Regions from separate parts of the Bombyx mori genome. Here region 2 is linked to region 1. Evidence: chromatin contacts called from public Hi-C data. All regions are on one chromosome and are shown on one strand. The core of a region is the stretch at or near the end of the contact, and the rest is flanking DNA. Distances in the headings are between cores, read along the strand shown. Region 1 overlaps LOC101736017 (zinc finger protein 394). Region 2 overlaps LOC101736417 (glycogen [starch] synthase).

Region 1 (5,819 bases), core at 1,935-4,434:
GAAAATGAGTTAAAGCCAACAAAAATTGTTCGTTCACGGAGTGTTGCAAAAAAAATGGTGGCCACGTTTGTCTCCAAAATCGGCCATGTTACGACTATTCCTCTTAAGGAACAAAGAACGGTTAATGCAGAATGGTATGCTAGCATTTGTTTGCCACAGGTCGTTTCTGAACTCCGTAAAGAGAACTGCAACCGCCGCATCATCCTCCATCACGACAATGCGAGTTCTCACACCGCGCACAGAACAAAAGAGTTTTTAGAGCAAGAAAACATAAAATTATTAGACCATCCGCCGTACAGCCCCGACCTAAGCCCTAATGATTTCTATACTTTCCCTAAATAAAGAATAAATTGCGTGGACAGAGATTTTCATCACCTGAAGAAGCTACAAAACGGCCATTTTGGAGACCCCAACTTCCGAATGGAATGGTTGCTTCAATGATTGGTTCCATCGTATGGAAAAATGTGTTAAATTTCGCGGAAAATACTTTGAAAAGCAATAAATACATTTTTAAATACTAATGTTGTGTCACTTCGTTAATTCCCGAAATTTTCAGTGCCGCCTATGGATGAGTAATTCCCTAAAAATACGTTGTCTGCGTAGACTCCACAGATATTATTGACATTTGACATCAGGGCCCTGAAACTGCGATACTTGACAAAATATATTTTTTTGTATGGAAACTAGCGGCATCTTGTAACGACTGCCCCTAATCTTATATGTTAAACACAGAAAATAAAAAAATTATAAATCATAGAAGTCTTTAATTGTTATAGATAAATTGGTTAAATTTTATCAATTTGTGGTTTCTGAAAATTTACAAAATTGTTCGCTAAGAATAAAATATAGAATAGTTAATATGTACTACTATCTACAGGAGCAATGAGAAACTAATCGAAGTGAAGCCATCTAGTGGCCGAAGCCCCTAAACATTTTTTTGAGTGCTTGAGTTGCTTATCTATAACTAATGTATTATCTATGTTTGACATGGCATTGGCAACGAGAGGTTATAGTGGTAATAACTGAAAGTTTTTCGGTTTTTCTTGTTCTAAAGCCTCCACTAACGAGTTATAAATTTCACGCGAACCGCAAAATCATCGAAGCAACAATACAATTGAACGAAATTAATTTGTAAGTTTATACATTTGTTCTTGTTTGTGAATGATTGACGTGGCCGCGGGCGCGCTTGTTATAACAGGAGCAGGTAATTGACCGCCGGTCGGTAGCGAACAGTGATTGGCGCGAACGTATTTTGTATTTTTGTATTTTTGCTGTTTCCTGTTCCGTCAGAACGATTAATTGAATGTTTCGAAAATTTGAAAATTGAATTTCGCGCGTTTTTTTTTGTTCCCTGTCCGAGTTTTGAGTTTGAAAAACGTTGAGTAGGTACGCTTTTTTTTTTTGTAATATGACTTCGTTTATATATGTGACGGTAAATGTACACTCTTGGGAAATGTACACTTTTACCGGTAAATGTGCAACATTTGCCAAAAGTTATATACTTATAAATACAAAAGGCTTTAATAACGAAAATGATTTTAATAAAAAAATACACTGTATTGTTGCGTATGGCTGTGGTGTCTACGTGTGACGGTGACTACGGTGGCACCGATCGTGTGTTTCATGAGGCGACAGGACGGCAAGGTTATTTGAGCGTAAGTGGCGTAGTGGTCATCGGAGCCAAACACTTTTTTACTGGTAGTAGGATCTTTTGTGAGTCCGGACGGGTAGGTACCACCACCCTGCCTAATTCTGCCGTGAAGCAGTAATGCGTTTCGGTTTGAAGGGTGGGGCAGCCGTTGTAACTATACTGAGAACTTAGAACACATCTCTCAAGGTGGGTGGCGGCGTTTACGTAAAGCTGTAAATGTCTATGGGCTCCGGTAAGCAATTAATAACAGGTGGCCTGTAAGCTCGTCCACACCTTTAAGCAATATAAAAAAACATCGCAAGGTTTGCCGCCACTGTGTCAAAAGTCCTAGTGAAGTTAGAAAGGCCTCCACCAGACTTCCCTCCTTCCCAAAAATAAGCCATCTTGAAACTAGAGGTCTAAGTCGCATCTGTACAATAGAACGGACCTGTCCTGGTGAAACTGGAAAGGCATCCGGGCTACCAGTAATTCTTTAATCATAAAAAACAGAACAGCTATGAAACTAGAACTCATGACTGATCCGTGCTTATACTACGTATTCTTTTTATTTATTGCTCTTGTAGACAGACGAGCACACGGCCCACCTGATGGTCAGGGACGTCTTAAACTAGGCTGGGGCCCATTGGGCACACAAGAATTTGAGGCCCTTTTGGAAAGTAAAAAAAGGGAATTATAATAACATTTTTTTACTGAGTATGACCATTTATTATAGGTAATCAAATACAGTATGATATAATAATATTATTTATATTAGAATGCTGCTTGTTTTTTGGTTACGATTACGATAATGGTTTCTTTCGGGATTTCTGTTGAGCAAAATATTCCATTATATCTTTAAAGTCAATTTTTTGAAGGATATCACTTTCTATGCCCATAATTGACAAATTACTCAGCCGTTCTTGTAACAATGTTGTTCGCAATTCATTTTTTATTCTCTTAAGCTGCGAAAATGACCGCTCTCGACTACAATTGGTAACCAAATTCTTCGGGGCCCCCTGAGAATGGGGGCCCTGGGACGAGCCCCGTGTGCCCTTATGGTAAAGACGGTATTGCTGATGGTGAGTGGTTACCGTTGCCCATGGACTTCAGCAATGCCAGGGGACAAGCCAAGCCGCTGCCTACCGTTAAGTAGGTACTCTAGACAAACCTCGTTTGAAGAAGGATATGTCATAGCGCTCAAAGCATCTGCAAAAGAGATATTTATAAAGATCATTTAATTTTGTAGCCTTTTATGTCCCCTACCTATTCGCTGGTAGCTTGAGAGGCTATTCCAGCTACGCTTGAACGGGGTTTGTAGCCCGACTCATTAAACTGTTGAATAAAATTACCCCTAGCTCTGTGAATAAACATATTTGATGTCCTGCGACTAGCAACTGCTATCACTTCGCATCGTGCGGTCCGCATTCATTGCTAGTAGTTCAAATGCGTTGTTCTTAGTGGCCATACTCAAGGTAATTTATGTGTAATAACTATGCTCTAGGTGTGACACGAAGCCTCCGACAAACTAGCGGCCTCTAGTGTCGAATAGTACGGAATTCTCTAACTTTCCTTTCATTCCGATAAGTCGTATAAATATTTCGCGTAGTTGCGTCCAAAACTCCTAGATGGCGCCAAATTCAATTGTTCTTTAAAATCGGAACACTAGCGTCATCTTTTGATGCGTATATGCAGTCTATTGAAGATCAACAGTACATTTGAAGAACACTACTAGATGGCACTAAATTTAATAAAATTAATGACGACCTTTTTAAAATGTTTTAACATATATTTGTATTTTTTAACAAGGTGGAATTGGTCTTTTCTCTATGGACATTTATATAAACTATTCATTAATTTTAATATTACAACGGTTTACAATCACCTGTATTATTTGGGATATTTAAAAAAAACCTCTTACCTCTTAACCTCATTATGGTAATGATCGGTGATCCCGTACAAAATCAATATTTCTAAGATATGCTACTTCATAAACTACTCCGCTATGCGTCTTAGGATACAGCGGCTATTATATTCAGTCTTCTTCAAAACAACTTTACATATTAACGATAAAAAGAATAAAAGAGAAATACACTTTGGTAAGCATTTAATCGACAGTAAAAAATAAAAAGATTTAGAAAAATCATCAGGCTAAAAAAATCCCAAATTAAATACATACACTTGAAAAATTGTGATGAATTTATTAGATTACACGAAGTACACAATTGTTGGTAACGCACAAAACAGTCACAGCCCTTAATTCTATTTCAAATTCATAAAAATATAACATGGCAGCTTGTACAATATTTAGTGTTTAGACGATTTCACTTTAACGTTTTTGGCGGGAAAGTGAACAGTTTTTTCATGTGAATTTTATTAGTAAATTTGGTTTTTCTTTAAGATTCAATGCGTAATTTATGGGGATAATTAACTGATGCTTTATTTAAAATATGTTTTATTTTTATTGATTGTAACATGGGATGATTCAAATTGTTCATCATTTCATATATGCCGCTCTCGATTTCACGTAGAGGTTAAGCAAAGCTTCTCCGGTGACGAAAGAGACATTTTAAGTCTAAAAATGCAAAAGTGAGTCCGGTTGCTATATTAATATTTAATGCTAGTGCACATAACTATAAATTTTAATTTGCTTATGTTGAATTTCATCGTATATTTATTTAAATTATACGCAAAAATAGTACCTAGTTGAAGTTTTATTAATGCATCGGACACTGTATTCTGGCTTGTCATTCGGTTTTAAACATGGCGCGAAAAAAAAGAATTTTTTTTTGTCAGTGTATAATTATTGTTGCAAATATTTTATGGAATTGTTCTATTTTTATCTTAAACTTTGTATTTGAGATGTATAATTTTAAAAGTACGACGAAGTTCGGGATTCACTTTACGAAACTTTTGAGTGCCTACGAGTATTCTGTTTTTTTTTTAGTTGTACAAGCGCCATATTGCTAAAATATTTTTTTCGTTTTTTTAGAGGAACAAATGAGAGCTTATTTTATTTATTTACTTACAATTGAGTCGACTATTATCAAAGGCGGCAATCTGACTTTTGGACAATGATTGGTAAATCAGAAAAACGAATTATTGACTTTGTATTCCATTGGCAGTCACAAAACTCTTCGGAACGACATCTTAGATAAATAACAGGTTAACTATTAACCTTTATTTAATGCAGGTTTTGAACCGTATTCTTTGAAGGAGACGATTATATTCAAATAAATCTGTATTGACATATCAATAAATTTTTTTTGTCCAAATGCACAGATTGCCACCTTTGATAATAGACGACTCAATTAACTTATTTATAAGTATCACAACATTCACCGGTGACATGTTAAAATAATAATGTCGACGCCTTAGTTTTTGTTTTGCAAAAAATCTCAAAATTGTGACATTTGGAAATTGGTTCTTTTTTTTTCAATTTCCTTTTTGTTATTGAGAATGTTCTTAATTAAAACTAATATTAAGGCGGGAAAGTGTTGATATTCATTAGACATTTATTTACTTAGCTTTTATTTAAATTTAGAAATCAATTTAATCGTATCGATGCAAATACTATTGCATTATTATTTTAACGAGCAAAATTCGGATCTCATTAGAAAAAAATAAAATACATAAAGTAATATTAATCACGGAATCGTTTCAAAATTACGTTTCACAAATAATATCGACTTGAGCCGTGATTATTGAAATTAATATACATACTTAGCTAGGGGTTAGAGGTTATTTGGTTTAAGCGACATTTATTTTTCTAATTAAAGGTGCGGTTTTTTTTATTTATTGCTTAGATTGGTGGACGACCTCACAGCCGACCTGGTGTTAAGTGATTACTGGAGCCCATCGACATCTACAACGTAAATACGCGAACCACCTTGAGATATAAGGTCTAAGGTCTCAGTACAGTTATAACGGCTGCCCCGCCCTTCAAACCGAAACGCATTATTTCTTCACGGCAGAATAGGCGGGATGGTGGTACCTGCCTTATTTGATATCAGCATCAACATGTTCGATGTTTTTAATTGAACTTTAAGTTTACCTCATTCAAATAATCTGAAGTTTTTTTTTCTTATGATATTGTTACCAAAATTTAAACTTTAGATGGCTTTCTTGTAAAGTTGCGAAATGTTGCTTTAACCAAATAATCTTTCACCCCTCGATATGATCTTTACGCGAC
Region 2 (5,819 bases), core at 1,661-4,160, 88 kb after region 1:
TTTGATTTAGTACAGGTCGATATCTAACACTCAAAATCATTGACGCTTCACACTTTATACGCATTAATAAGTACATATATCGACGGTTCGCGCTCTAAGGATTAAGATGGCGCTGTAAGAATGTAAAAATTTCTAAATTTGTATATGACATTTTTCATTCATTAGATTTCGAATGACCAATTCGAACGAAGCCTTACTATCATTGTAATGAGCGTCATTTTATAGGTCTTATTGAAATAATGGCTTAGATAATTTAAGTTGCGTACGAGAGACTCCTTGACTCTGCTTCTGTTCGTACGAGCGTCGGTTAATTGCAGAAGACGCCGCCAGGACACGAAACTATTATCCTTGTTTTTTTTTTTAAAATCATAGACAAACAAGATGTATGTGTTTTAGGCTGTATACAGATCGTTCCCTGTGCCGATATACTAGTAATTTGAATTAAAAAAAACAATATAAGTTTCCTGATTATTGTTGTTTCGAATAAACCGTCACGGTCGCGCGAGGGCGTTGACCCCGCGCGTCAGTTCATTACTAATTGTGATACATTGCGTGTATTTAAAACGCATCGATGGAAAGGAACTTGCAAGTAATCGACACTCGTACAGTTATTTATATACATATTATGTAATCAGGTTTAGTGTAAGTTAATTTTTTTAATTAAATTTTTATACAATATATAAGAATTCCTTTTTTATCATTACGTGTTAATAAAATGAGACGTGCCATTAAATAAATATATTTATCGAATTGAGAGACTCTTCATTTTATGAAGTCGGTTAAAAAAAATGGACGTCATGTGACGTCATGTACACTATTTATACGGAATTGTATTCACGTGTCATGAACTATATACATATATATAATATATATGTGCTTTTATATATGAGACCGTCAGCGCAAAAGTGGCCCAAGCTTACCATAGTTAGTAGGCAAAAAAAATACGCGCTAAAATGATGTTTACAAAGGCATGTGTTATCTATGGATGAAACTTGGGACAGGAAAATTTATTATGTTTTAAATAAATTGCAATACATAAGCACGAATATGAATTGTGGGCTCATGGTATTCATATTTAAATATATGCTCAATTTATGATCAACGTTCTTACTAATTTATAGTAAGATGATTTCGATAAGTTTATAATTCTAGTTCGCTATTAAATTTTTTATTAAATTTCTAAAGGATTTATTATCACGCGATGTATGGACATAGTTGAAGCACAAATGAAATAAAATAATTTATTTTAAATTTATTTGTAAGTAATGATTACACGTTGCGCATTGTACTGGCGGACGCACGTTCGTCGGAGGCGAATAATGTGCATCTGTTATGATGCGGACAATGTGCTCGCCATAATAAAACCCCTGGTTTATTCGTGTAATACTGGTTGTTTTTACTGGGGGTAGGACCTCTTGTAAGTCCGCGCGGGTAGGTACCACCACCCCGCCTATTTCTGCCGTGAAGCAGTAATGCGTTACGGTTCGAACGGTGGGGCAGCCGTTGTAACTATACTGAGACCTTAGAACTTATATCTCAAGGTGGGTGGCAACATTTACGTTGTAGATGTCTATGGGCTCCCAAAAAAACTTGGATACAAGAACAAAATTTGCTCATAATTACTCATTAATGATCTCTTCAAATCAGATATTAAAGCGCGGTTTCCTTTACCTCGACTCAACCGAGGAAACGCCTTGAGGAATCCCTGTTTTCACACTGTGCAATTAGCGGTTATTTCGACGCCGCTTGAAAACGTTTTAAATATTAATTATAAGTGAAAATAAACTTAGTTTTAGAGGTGATTAAAAAAAAAGTTAAACAAAATCATATTCCTCGAGTGTGAGTTTATTTAACCGATTCCTCAACTCAACCGAGGATTAATTTCGAGTAATGCAATCGCGTGTTGAGTGGAATCGGAGTTTGAGGTAATGAGTCGTCTGGGCGTCTCAGAGTGCCAACACCTATACAAGCACTGGATTGCACACGTCTCAAGCTAGCAATAGATCAGTGCCATACAGTTGGATCTTAGCTGTAAATAAATATTAAGTTTTTTAATAAAATGTTTTATTTTCATATTTAACTCTTGTGTTTTATTTCAAACTAGCTGAGTTCCGCGATGTTACCCATGGTTATTGTCGTACCGCAGGTGACGCCGCGGGGCGAAGCTAGTCTAGAAAAACTAGCCTAAGTTACTCCTTATATCATCAGCTACCTATCAGTGAAAGTCCCGTCAAAATCGGTCCCGCCGTTCCAGACGGGATTGGTTCTATTATTACCTTAAGCGCTTGGTATAGATGGTGTGAACACTTGCGCTTGGTGTTCAAATAACATCTCCAGCTGAAACCTCCATATTTGAAACCGACATAAAATATATTTATTGATGAGTAGCAGTAGTATCCAGTAGCTCAGCTGCGCTTAGCATAATAAAATTTAAGCGCTGTCGGCCGTTGAATACTAAAACATATTTGAAAACGACATCTATTGATGAAGTAGTAGAAGTAATATCCAGTAGCTCAGCACAATAAAATTTGAGCGCCATCTGTCGTCGAATACCAAAACATATTTGAAAACGACATCTATTGATTAGTAGTGAAGTATCCAGTAGCTCAGCGCAATAAAGATTAAGCGCCATCTGTCGTCGAATACCAAAACATATTTGAAAACATCTATTGATCAGTAGTGAAGTATTCAATAGCTCAGCACAATAAAGATTAAGCGCCATCTGTCGTCGAATACCAAAACATATTTGAAAACGACATCTATTGATTAGTAGTGAAGTACCCAGTAGCTCAGCACAATAAAGATTAAGCGCCATCTGTCGTCGAATATCAAAACATATTTGAAAATGACATCTATTGATGAATGCTTGAAGTATTGACCCAGTAGCTCCACCTAGTTCTATAAAAACTCACTTAATAGTATAAAAATTGAGAAATAGATGGCCGTATGAGACGGTACCTAATTTATTAAGCCGTGAAACAAAGCCTACTATTTTAATAATTGATAAATTATTTTTTATTGTTATATGCATATGGTTTATCGTAAACAATAGCATGTTCGGAGTTATTGTTATGTTTCTAATAACAATTTCATTGTAATAGATCGTTTATCTAGTTAAACAACAGTATACTCGTAATTTCTGTGTACTGAAAATTAAAATTTTCCACTGTACCCAATGAATTGGATTTTAAATACTTAAGTAGTACAATGCTTGAATTAATACGGAAGCATCTAGATGAAGTCTTCTATGAATCTAGTTGCTTTTAGGGATTACAAAGTTGAAATGTGATTTTCTTTTTTGAGGTTGGAAATCGCGCGACCTCCGCGTCAAGGGCAGTAGGCGGATGTCATATTGAAGTTGAATACAGTAAAACCTGCTTCCGAGCCCCCGTTGAGACGGACCTTAGCCGAGACAACCGTGTAACCTTTGTATCTCAACTGCAGTGGTGTAGCGGGGGGCGGTTGGGGGTTTGGGGGTCAAGAAGGGGCATCATGTCCCTCGCGCTACTCACAAAGGGGCGCCAAATGGTTCACAAAACAAAAAATTGCTGGATAATTTTTATTTTCATTATAATTGTTTTCTGGAAAATATTACGCTAAAAAGGTATTGTCTCCCGGGCGTGAGTTAAGATCGCTACGTCACTGCTCAACGATTCGGTGTTCCACAACCTTTGTCAATATCATTACCGGGCTTACTTAACTCCGTAATTCGGCAGTCAATGCAACTTCAGTACAGCGTGAGTCGGTTGCATTCATTTCTAAGTACGTCTTTAAGATTTGAAGTCGTCGTGGCCTAAAGGATAAGACGTCCGGTGCATTTGTATATAGCGATGCAACGGTGTTCGACTTCCGCTGGCGGGTACCAATTTTTCTAATGAAATACGTATTTAACAATTGTTCACGATTGACTTCCACGGTGAAGGAATAACATCGTGTAATAAAAATTAAACCCGCAAAATTATAATTTGCGTAATTGCTGGTGGGAGGACCTCTTGTGAATCCGCACGGGTAGGTACTACCGCCCCGCCTATTTCTACCGTGAAGCAGTAATGCGTTTCGGTTCGAAGGGTGGGGCAGCCGTGGTAACTATACTGAGACCTTAGAACTTATATCTCAAGGTGTGTGGCGCATTTACGTTGTAGATGTCTATGGGTTTCAGTAACCACTTAACTCCAGGTGGGCTGTGAGCTCGTCCACACATCTAGGCAATAAAAACAAAAGTAACTTGATTATTTTTTTCTATATTCGTTTAGCGTATGAAACAATATTTTTTTTTTATATATCAACATTATGTTTTTTACAAAATCTATTTGGTGTTAAGGATCGAAGGCTTGTGACTGGCGCTCATTGTGATGGTAATTTGTCTGCTTTAAGCTCCCTATACCGTAGATTAGGGGAAATAGGGACACTTTCAAATTCCAACACAAATTTTCAGCGGTTTTCTTAGGGCAATACCAATTTGTTGTGGCTGTGCTGTGTGCTGAAAGCCTTCCCTAAGCTTTTAACTAAGAATTCCCGAGGCGTCCACTAGAACGAGGAGACAGATCTTTAACGATCACGACCGAAATACAACTTTCTGGGCTTGAATACACGACCCATTTTTGCTTGAATTATAGTAATGATCTATGATTGACTATTCCTTTTATTGACAAATGCACATTGATATTGTTTACGTATGATTGGAGCATAGAGGGTATTGTATTGTTTGGAAGCTTTTATTTACTAAGGTGTCTTTCTACATCCTTTGGTAAAGGTGTATCCAAAAGAACTGAAATACAAGAAAAGCGAGCATACTCCAGAGCCGCATGGTGCGAGACAGACATTTCTCTATAGTGGGATTCTGGTAAAAAAAATATTCATTTATTTATTTAATTTTCTTCACATTTTGCATTCATATTACATTCAACGGTAGGCAGCGGCTTGTCTCTGCCCCTTGCGTTGCTGAAGTCCATGGGCGACGGTAATTACTCACCATCAGGTGGGGCGTATGCTCATTTGCCTACAATGGCAATAAAAAAAAACATTAATAATAACGTTTTATATAGAATACCAAAATCAAATAATAAATACGATTGTGGTCGGCACTAAAATATATTTTTTTATGATTTAAATATTACTGGTGGCCCGGAGGTATTTCCAATCTCCAAAGGACAGGTGGGCGAGCAAAGCTCAGCCAGGAGGGGTGGGATTTGCTAACAGCTGCCCGAGCGCCTCCGAAGGAGACCTAACAACTCAAGAGCAACTGCTTCGCGAATGAATCTACTACCGGATCGGAATCGCGACCCGCTGAGAAGATCCGGCGAGAAACTCAGCGGGCTGACGCATGGGTTAGGTTGCACGTGGACCTCTTTGTCGAGTTCGACGAGTACGGTTACTGGGGTCCCTAAGCCTGTTCTTAGTGTTAGAGCTGAAGGCGTCTAATGCAAAGGTTGAACTAGAATATCTATCTTTTTTTTTTTACTGCTTAGATGGGTGGATGAGCTCACAGCCCACCTGGTGTTAAGTGGTTACTGGGGCCCATGGACATCTACAACGTAAATGCGCCACCCACCTTGTGATATAAGTTCTAAGATCTCAGTATAGTTACAACGGCTGTCTTACCCTTCAAAACCGAAACGCATTACTGCTTCACGGCAGAAATAGGCAAGGCGGTGGTACCTACCCGCGCGGACTCACAAGAGGTCTTACCACCAGTAAAATGTATCTATAGAGTAGAATCTATCTATCTATAGAGTATCTACTAGAAGATCGCTGAATAAAACCAAATGCATTTTCAGTGAGTTCAATTAACGTTTTCGAAATGAAATAATCAAATTAGA

What was found. A called contact is a pair of places that touch in the nucleus more often than the background predicts.
Region 2: a Hi-C map of posterior silk gland shows a contact between it and region 1, with 2.9 times the contacts expected there. The contact joins two enhancer-like sites. A contact is called at or near these places in 4 of 7 Hi-C or Micro-C datasets (middle silk gland, midgut, posterior silk gland and 1 more).

Annotation. Positions count from the first base shown.
Region 1 is chr23:16,157,622-16,163,440 of ASM3026992v2, forward strand. It overlaps LOC101736017 (zinc finger protein 394), which reads right to left. Exons shown (of 3, transcript XM_004930679.5): 3 at 3,720-5,819. Among protein-coding and RNA genes, the nearest start is that of LOC101736017, 12 kb to the right of the region's middle. Within about 2 kb of position 3,185, at least 8 of the 8 cell types and tissues checked have open chromatin away from gene starts, as enhancers often do.
Region 2 is chr23:16,245,916-16,251,734 of ASM3026992v2, forward strand. It overlaps LOC101736417 (glycogen [starch] synthase), which reads left to right. Exons shown (of 18, transcript XM_004930682.2): 18 at 1-2,080. Among protein-coding and RNA genes, the nearest start is that of Mir3258, 6.7 kb to the left of the region's middle. Within about 2 kb of position 2,911, at least 8 of the 8 cell types and tissues checked have open chromatin away from gene starts, as enhancers often do.